3 separate regions of the Zea mays genome follow, and regions 1 and 3 are each linked to region 2. A link is a contact called in public Hi-C data. All regions are on one chromosome and are shown on one strand. Each heading gives the region's core, a stretch centred on a gene start, on an enhancer-like site or on the middle of the called end of the contact. The rest is flanking DNA. Distances are from core to core; before and after follow the strand shown.

Region 1 (3,259 bases), core at 262-2,761, 240 kb after region 2:
GATCCAAGAGAAAGCTAGCTCTTGCAAGGCAAGAAAGAGAGCCCACAAGCCACCCCCACCCACGCGCCAACAGAGAGAGAGAGAGAGAGAGAGAGAGAGAGAGAGCTAGCTAGCTGGCTTCTTCTTTCTGGATACAGGCTCGAGCTATTAAGGAAGGAAAAGGACACGTACAGAGGCAACACGGCAGAGAAAGGGACGACGAGACGAGACGGACGAAAGCACGCGACATTATTCCCAGGGCCGGGCACAGATAGATACATGCATATCATGCATGCGGAGATACGTACGTACCGTCTCGTTGCTTGGGCAGCATCACTGTTGTGTGTGTGTCCATATCTCTCTCCAGCACGCAGCATTGCGATTTGGCATGCAAATCGCCAATCCTGATCTCTCTCTCTCTCTCTCTCTCTCTCTCTCTCTCTCTCTCTTTCTCTCGTACAATCGTCCACGCCACGCGACCGGAGGATCCTCCGCTGGACCCGGAGCATCGCGGTCTTCTTCGGATCGGATGGCAGCTAGCAGGCATACAAAAGAAGAAAGAACCAGGAAGCTAGAGGAAGAAGAAAGAGAAGAGCGAGAGGCCGCATGCAGATCCATGCATGGACCGCGCGCTTGTCGGCGATCCACATCGATATGGATATATGAGAGAGAAGTGGTGGAGGGCTCCATCGATCGTTTACGTCCGGGGTGGTGATATGAATGATTCTAGACCTAGCTAGCTGATGTGCACGTTCACGCAACCGTATCCGCGCCGCGCGTGGCTTCCCTAATTAAACCCGTTGCCCCCCCGTCGCTCATCTGGTTTTTATTACTGCTCTTGCCTCTTGATCAAGACTTGTTGTATTGATCTGCCAAGTGCCAACCAACCATGCAAAGAATTTGGCAGCAGGGAACCGTGCTAGCTTGCAATTGGGCTGGCCTGCCGTGTGAGGCCCAGAATCCAGCAGCCGGCCTGCTGCGTCACGTGGACCAGGCTGCCGCGGCAGACGTCGATCCAATTGTCATCCAAGGATCCACCTAGCAAGGGAGCAGCGACCTCGCCTCACTGACCTCCTCCAAGTGTCCGCGCAGCAGCACTTGGAAGGGTCCGTCGCCGTCAGCGTCGGCTCTGCCGCTCCGCCTCGTCCTGGACCGGAAGCGTCGTTAAGGGTGCGTTTGGTTGAATATACAAAGAGAGATGGAATAAGGCGGCCATGTTTTCTATAGTGTTTGGTTAAGAGTCAAACAGGGGCGAGATGAACACCGGAGTGATTTTTGAGGGCGGTGTGATCCAAAAAATTTAGGGGACAGTGACGCCCCCGACTTATCCTACTTTGACATCAAACCAAACACACCCTAAGTAGCCATAACACAAGTGCTGAGTTGAGCTTGAGCATCCTGCCATATATATACCACAAGCTAAGTCCACAACACAACCACCCCCGCCGGCCGCCGCGGGCAGCACTCCATCCGCGCCAGTCACCACCACGCACGCAAGCAAAATTTACACAGCAGCCGTGATATATATGGCGATGCAGCAGCTGCTGGCCTTCGCCTCCCTGCTGCTTCTGTGGCCGGCGCGCCGCGCTAGCGCCGCCGAGTACGTGGTCGGCGACGTCGGCTACGGCTGGGACTCTGGGTCCGGCGTCAACTACGCCGCCTGGGCAAGGGCGCACGCCTTCGCCGTCGGGGACGTCCTAGGTGAGCTCACCAGAGCCACCGCCTGCTCGCCTCGGCTCGGCTCGTACATATTCGCGCATGATGATCGAGCTGAGTTTCGTACTGATCCGTGTGACCTACCCGCTAGCTGCGTGCAGTTTTCCAGTACGTGAGCACCCAGCACAACGTGTACGAGGTGACCGAGGAGGTCTACCGGTCCTGCGACACCGCCGGCGGCGACGGCGACGGCGACGGCGTGCGCGCCAAGTACACCAGCGGCTACGACCGCGTGGTGCTCGCCGAGGCGAGGGGCTACTGGTTCATCTGCGATGTCCCCGGCCACTGCCAAGGAGGCATGAGGGTCGCCGTCAACGTCTCCGCTGGCGCGGCAGGAGGAGGAGGAGGAAGCGGCGGGCCGCCGATGACTGTGAATCCCCCGCCGCCGGACGGCAGCGCGGCGTCGACGACGACAGCCAAAGGTCGCCTGGGTTGGGCTTGGGCGGCGGCGTGTCTGGCTCTCGGGGTCCTGGCGTTGATGAATACCAGTTACTAGGCCATTTTGTGCAATAGTCCCGGCGGCCATTTTGTCGCGGCGTGTCACTGACTGAAACAGAGCAATAGTCCCAATGTTTGGCGAGACACACCTCCGGTTAGAAAATTTTCCCAAAAAACATTTTATACATTTTAAAATTGATTGATAAAAATATGTACCAACATTTGTTTTTTTTCCATTAAGGAAAGCAATGTGCTTAGATGAACCACCATGCCTACAACATAATTATGCATTGCCTAATTGACCTACTAAAAATATAAACTGGACAGCTTGCTACAATCACATAATAACTGGTGTAAACAATAATATAAGCAGTTGTTGGTAACGTACTGCTACCCGGTCCAGATGTATGTGTTTGATGCTCTCATTGGCGGTTTCTTTCTTATTTTGACTGGACAGTGCACAGTGTTCATGTTATCATATGTTGCATTTTTCTGCGAAATTTCGATTTCATTGGTGTTCGAACCAGAAATGAGCCGGCGGACTGTCCGGTCCTGAGGCCGGACGGTCCGCGGTCCGGACGGTCCGCGCCTGTGGGCCGGACGGTCCGCGCGTGCGCAGAACAGATTAGGGTTCCGAGTTTTGTGCTACGGTTGTTAGCTATATTCGCGGGATTAGCTCGGAATCAGTTGTGTAAAGGGTCCAGCCCCCCTCCTCTATAAATAGAGAGGTCTACGGCCGATTTGTAATCATCAACAATCGAATCAATACAACTTTTATTCGCATTTTATCCTAGGAGTAGTTCTAGTCTAGTTTAGGTTTAGCCTCTCAATCCCCAAATTCTCCGCCTCTCCTCGACTCTACGTCGATTAGAGGAGTCTAGGTCGGTCTACCCGAGCCTAGACACCACCTAGGATCTCTACTCCCCGACGGGGTCCCTCCCGGGAGCAAGATCCAGGCGCCGTCGGCGATCTCCCGCCGTCCCTGCGTACGCGCGGACCGTCCGGCCCCAGGGCGCGGACCGTCCGGCCGTCAGGCAGGAGCCTTAGCCGCGCACCAGGCCGCGGACCGTCCGGCCCCAGGCCGCGGACAGTCCGCCCTTGCGCAGAGAGCACCACCGCGCCTCGT
Region 2 (3,135 bases), core at 331-2,830:
GAATCCATCTTCTGTAGCTTCATACGCCTTCTTCAGTACATCAGCAGACATTGTATTCTGCTCAGATGCAAACCCTAAATACAAGCCATGAAAGAATGGATTGATCACTGGATCACTCCTTAAGTGCAAACTGAAAGCCAAATCCAGATATAGTACTAAGAAATGGGAATAATGCTACTGCTCAGATTTAAAGGTTAGCAAGTTACTTTTCAGATTCTGGAAGAGATGATCATTGATATAGCAGGCCGTCTCTGGACCACCATGTCCATCGTAAACGCCAACAAAAGTGCCATATGGTCCGGAATCTAGAAAACTCAGTGGGCCCGACTCAATCTGACACTGGTCCTCAAGTAAGTTATTGGCCTGAACAACAGCCATGGAAAACTCCCCGTTGACATGCTGCCCGGCGTCCTTGTACCATAGAAGTCCATCCTGCCTACCGGTAACATCTGAGCCTGTTCGGGCATGCCGGTTCGATGACGGTCGCCAGCACGCCCGTAACAAGTTCATCAATGTCACTAGCATCCCTCATCAGTCATCTCTTGCACATACGCCTTCGAGCTCGCTTCATCTGTAGTCCAAGAAAAACACAGTTGGACTTGTCAGCGAGCCAACAGTTTTCTGAATGTTGGTGAGAACTGAGAACTCCACTGACTTTCAGCCTGGAAGCACAAATCAAGGATAAGTGGCTAACGATGTTTCTTCATACCAGTTAACAAATAACGCTACAGGTATTATATAAATGTTGGCATAACTGCTCTCTAAACCCCTTGGACCCCAAGAAACTCCTTAATAGCACTAGAGTAAAAATGGGAATAAACATGACATGTCAATCCAACAATTATTCAAAGCTAGCATCGAACTTCAAATACTAAAAATCTAATGACAAATGCACAATTTTGTAGGACTCCTACCACCGGACAAGAAATATATATGTATTAGAGGCATGTAAATGCCAATCAAAGCCAATCCCCAGGAACTATAACTACACAAAACCTCCTCCCCTCGTCAAGGTAGATTATTAAGCTCTCCCTGAGTCCTTATGCTTCACAACGCGGATGAACCGCATCATCACCACCAATCAAACAGGGAAACTTGAAAGATACGATTGCACACCACAATTGACACATTAATTTCGCCGAGAACACTATACTCCTCTTCTGAATCATGTGCACGTGCATCCCACACACATGACAGGCACCCCCGTCAATTGGAGGAACAAAACATGATTTCTCTTAGCCCACGAGCCAAAAAAAACACAAAATTGGCACTGTACCAGGGCACGCAAGCGCCGAAAACTAATAGAACAGGCACGCTGATTCGAATCAAGCAGAAGCCCCCAGCCCAGTCCTGGGGCACGCCGCACGCGGCTCCAGGAGGAGGGGAGGAAGGCAAAAAAGTCGCACCTTGGCGTGGGCGGGGCGCCCAATTGGCGGGCTCGGATTGGGATTCAGCGAGTTGGGGCGAGGGGCCTCGATCAGGTCGCTCGATTTGGGCGTCGCCACGCTGCTCCTCCTCTCCTCTGTCTCCCTCTCCTTCTGGGTCTGGACTCTGGACGAGGGAGTGGGTGGGGGACGGGGGAGGGGGGGACTGGAGAATAGCAGAGGAAGAGGGGGAAAAGCGGACCGGAGCAGCCGCAAAACGGGTTGGGTGGCGCGCTCCGGCCCGGTCCGGCTCGGACCGACCCGACCCGACACGAGGTGAGCTGGGAGCTGGGAGCTGGGAGCAGACCAGGTGCAGGGTTGGGGAGACTTGGGTGGGCGTGTGAGCACGACCCGTCGGAGTCAGAGATGACGGACGGCGAGGGTGAACCGAACCGCCAGCGGCGGACGAGGGGATCACCGGCGGACGGCGGTGGTGATCCGCGCCCGCAAGTGGCGCGAACCGTAGGCGTGGCGTGGGCTGGCCGTTCCAACAGACACGCTAGACGACGACGTGTGGTGTGGGTAGACAAGTAAAAAAAAGGCAGAGGAATCCTAATTTCATACCTGTAAAAACCGAAAAAAATGGTAAAATACGTTACTCTACAACGGCGTTCTTCAAATTGGGTCGCTGGTCACGGCACCAGGCCGTCGACTGCCCAGCGCAACAGGTCCCCTAAATTTTTGGAGTCCAATTTTCGAGTTTTCTAGTAGCATAGCAAGAATTATTTGATGTTTTACAAAATAAGCTGGAAAAAATTTAGTTTTAGAATCTATTACTACTCTATAAGGCTTTATTGTAGGCGTCCACAGGTGCACTGTTCTGCTATCCTCCCTTCGCGCAATCACAGGAATCATCATGCGAACGCGCGGCTTCCTTCCTTATACGCCACTTCCTTCCCCGGCTTCCTCCCCCACCAACGGCGCCGCAGTCCAAGCCAATCCCGACCCATCTCTCTATGGAAAGTGAAAGTCGTCTAGAGGAGGTGAATAGGCGGAATCTAAAAATTATAAACTTAAGCACAACTACAAGCCGGGGTTAGCGTTAGAAATATAAGTGAGTCCAAAAGAGAAGGCGAAGCAAATCACAAGCAAATAAGAATGGATGACACTGTAATTTGTTTTACCGAGGTTCGGTTCTTGCAAACCTACTCCCCGTTGAGGTGGTCACAAAGACCGGGTCTCCTTCAATCATTTCCCTCTCTCAAACGGTCAGACCGAGTGAGCTTCCTTCCTTGATTTCCCGGGTCACTTAGACCCCGCAAGGACCACCACACAATTGGTATCTCTTGCTTCGCTTACAAGGTTTCGAGAGTAAGAATGAGAGAAAGAAGAAAGCCAACCAAGCAACAAGAGCAACAAAAGAACACAAGTCGATCTTCTCACAAGTCCTAAGAACTAGAGTTGAATTGGGGACTTTGATTCGATCGGAGGCTTTGATTTGTGTCTTGGAGTGTTGTTAATTGCTCTTGTATTGAATGAGATGTAGTGAATGCTTGGATGCCTTGAAGAGTGGGGGTGGTTGGGGTATTTATAGCCCCAACCACCAAAATGGCCGTTGGGGATGGCTTCTGTCGTATGGCGCACCGGACAGTCCGGTGCGCCAGCCACGTCACCCAACCGTTAGGGTTTGACCGTTGGAGCTTCTGATAACTGGTGCACCGGACAGTCCGGTGGTACACCGGACAGGTCCTATAGACTGTCCGGTGCACCT
Region 3 (3,109 bases), core at 421-2,920, 190 kb after region 2:
AGAGCTTAGCAAGATAATCTTGGCTTACAGATCACGAATTCTATTGCTTCCTAATGGCGCATACATTTATGGAAGTAAATACAAAGGCATATGGATCTCACCCACTGTTCTTTCAAGGGGTGAGTAAAAATGTGTTTAGTCCTGCTAATTCTATATATACTGCAAGTGAGTTGATTATAGGTTCTATTAGGGTAGTTCGATGAAATGCCTGCAAGAGCCTGGCAAGTTTTTGAAATGGCAAGCTAAGTAACTGAGTTCTTTTGTGCGCAACATCTAAGGATATGTCTGTTGCTGAGTAAGCTATTGGAGAAGGACCACTAACGAAATAATGGGTCAAACTCGATCTGTTTTGCCAAATTGAACAGAATGATTTGCATTGTAGTATAATTTGATTTGTATCAATTTAGTTTTATATTGGTTGTTGACAAAGAATTTATGAAATATTGAGGTTGATAATATATGTGGCGTTCGTTTTTATGTAATCATTGCTCACTAATATTTTGTCGAATATTTTATATTATATATATATATATATATATACATTACTGAGAACATAAGGGGTCCCTCGTGCTCTGCAAAGGTACAACCAATCATGATTATGGAGGAGCATGGCGGCGAAGGTCAATTGGCGTCCGACCACGATTTGCATGTGGCTTGTGCTCGTCGCCACCGCAATGACGCCCACCCATGTGCTCATCAACCTTAATTGTTTAGAGTGCTGAGTTTGGCAAGTTAGCAGCATAATCTTTCCCCAATAATCTACACTGTCTAACTGTGAAACTGACAGAGGAGTGGCTTTGAAATTATAATCCTTCACCAAGGTGCATTACATTTTACTCCACATGATAGATTCATTCGATGTGTAAGGCTTTTAAGGTTTATAAAAATTCTTAATTTTTAAAAGATGCTAACAAGAACACAAAATGGTAATTAGTTTTTTTTTTGAATTTTAATATATTTTATTATAATATGTTCACTTTGTAGCAACGCAGGGACGTTTACCTAGTCTAACCATTTATCTAAACATATGTGTGACAAACTGTGGAGCAAACCATGTGACGTTGGCAAGGATGCATTGGGCGAGCCGCGAGCCTTGCCAAGCTATGCGTATGCTTTGCAGTATTTATCTTCAGGAACCAACATGACATATTGACATGGGCGAGATAGTGTTGTCGGCCTGGCGAGTGCTGTTTCGCGCGCGGCCCTTCAGCAGACAGAGGCCGAGGCAGCACGATCTGTTACGCACAAGGGCTCCACCTGGCCTCGCCATGGCCCATGGTGCCCGGGCCCAACTATATATATAAACCGAGACCAATGGCAGCCAGCACTCTTCATCATTCATCGCCACGAAGAAAAAGTCAAAACGAAAAGAAAAAAAAGCATGGCTGCTGGCTGCTGCAACGAGTACTTGAAAACGACGGAGTCCTACGCGGAAACGACCGACCTCCGGCTTCATTCCTTGCCACGTCCACCTCCTTTTCCGTCTTCTTCCACACGGCGGCCAGGCCACTCCGGACTTGGCCCTCGTTTTCTCGCTCCGCGTTCCGCAACGCTGACAACGGGCACCGGGGACTTTGACTAGCGACCGCCGGTCCTCCTCCTCCCCTACCCCGGCCTCCCGCCATGAAAACATGTCACGTCCGCTCCAAACCCACCAACCTCGCCACCACCACCTCGGCCCGCCCCACCTTTCTTGCCGCCCCTGCACTGCACGCCTCCCCGTGCTCGATCTCGGTGCTCCACGCCACCACGTCATGGCTCACGCTCGCTCCAGCCACCGCCGCACGGGCCTCCTCCTGGCCATGGCCGTCGTCGTCGTGGCGTCGCTTATCGCCGCCGCGGACGCGTCCAGCTTCGGGTTCGACCTCCACCACCGGTTCTCCCCGGTGGTCCGGCGGTGGGCGGAGGCCCGGGGCGGCCCTCTCGCCGCGGACCAGTGGCCGGCTCGAGGCACGCCGGAGTACTACTCCGCGCTGTCCCGCCACGACCGCGCCCGCCGCGCCCTCGCTGGCGGCGCCGACGACGGGCTCCTCACCTTCGCCGCCGGCAACGACACCTACCAATCCGGAACGTGCGTTCCTCCGCCTTCCCACATCCTATCACCTCCTTGCAAATTTTGATCCCCCCGAACCAAGACGATCGACGAATTAAGTAACAAAGCTCGTAGCTCCACTCCAACCCACCTCGTTTTTTTTTTTTTTTTTGCAATCGCAGGCTGTACTACGCGGAGGTGGAGCTGGGCACGCCGAACGCGACGTTCCTGGTGGCGCTGGACACCGGCAGCGACCTCTTCTGGGTGCCGTGCGACTGCAGGCAGTGCGCGACCATCCCCAGCGCCAACGGGACGGGGCAGGACGCGCCGTCGCTGCGCCCCTACAGCCCGCGGCGGTCGTCGACGAGCAAGCAGGTGGCGTGCGACAACCCGCTGTGCGGGCAGCGGAACGGATGCTCCGCCGCGACCAACGGCAGCTGCCCGTACGAGGTCCAGTACGTGTCCGCCAACACGTCCTCCTCCGGGGTGCTGGTGCAGGACGTGCTCCACCTCACACGGGAGCGCCCGGGCCCCGGCGCCGCCGGGGAGGCCCTGCAGGCGCCCGTCGTGTTCGGGTGCGGGCAGGTGCAGACGGGCGCGTTCCTGGACGGCGGCGGCGGCGCCGTCGACGGCCTCATGGGGCTCGGCATGGGCAAGGTGTCCGTGCCCAGCGCGCTCGCCGCCAGCGGCCTCGTCGCGTCCGACAGCTTCTCCATGTGCTTCGGCGACGACGGCGTCGGCCGCGTCAACTTCGGCGACGCCGGCAGCCGCGGCCAGGCCGAGACGCCGTTCACCGTCCGGAGCTTGAAGTACGTCACGCCGCCCTCTGTGCCACGTTCCATCGCGCGGTTCTTGTCGCTTGCTTGCTTGCTACAACCCACCGTCGACGGCGACGAGCGACTGATCCCCCTGCCGTGCGTTTGTGCTTGTGCAGCCCGACGTACAACGTTAGCTTCACGTCCATCGGCGTCGGCAGCGAGTCGGTGGCAGCGGAGTTCGCCGCCGTCATGGACTCCGGCACGTCCTTCACGTACCTCAGCGACCCGGAGTACACGCAGCTCGCCACCAAAGTGAGTC

Evidence for each region. Hi-C and Micro-C count contacts between places; a contact is called where the count stands out from the background.
Region 1: a contact with region 2 is called in a Hi-C map of leaf, with 8 times the contacts expected there. The contact joins the promoter of LOC103628238 here to the promoter of LOC100281412 in region 2. A contact is called at or near these places in 2 of 25 Hi-C or Micro-C datasets (both in leaf).
Region 3: a Hi-C map of bundle sheath shows a contact between it and region 2, with 8 times the contacts expected there. The contact joins the promoter of LOC100281436 here to the promoter of LOC100281412 in region 2. A contact is called at or near these places in 4 of 25 Hi-C or Micro-C datasets (bundle sheath, ear, leaf and 1 more).

What each region holds. Positions count from the first base shown.
Region 1 is chr5:63,901,860-63,905,118 of Zm-B73-REFERENCE-NAM-5.0, forward strand. It overlaps LOC103628238 (mavicyanin), which reads left to right and starts at 1,512. Exons shown (of 2, transcript XM_008648477.1): 1 at 1,512-1,680; 2 at 1,797-2,191. The coding sequence starts at 1,512. The coding sequence ends at 2,191. It overlaps LOC103628237 (putative UPF0496 protein 2), which reads right to left and starts at 689. Exons shown (of 2, transcript XM_023300129.1): 1 at 292-689. The coding sequence starts at 526.
Region 2 is chr5:63,657,818-63,660,952 of Zm-B73-REFERENCE-NAM-5.0, forward strand. It overlaps LOC100281412, which reads right to left and starts at 1,581. Exons shown (of 5, transcript NM_001368005.1): 1 at 1,407-1,581; 2 at 207-662; 3 at 1-74. The coding sequence starts at 525.
Region 3 is chr5:63,846,071-63,849,179 of Zm-B73-REFERENCE-NAM-5.0, forward strand. It overlaps LOC100281436, which reads left to right and starts at 1,671. Exons shown (of 7, transcript NM_001368012.1): 1 at 1,671-2,071; 2 at 2,215-2,841; 3 at 2,967-3,102. The coding sequence starts at 1,755.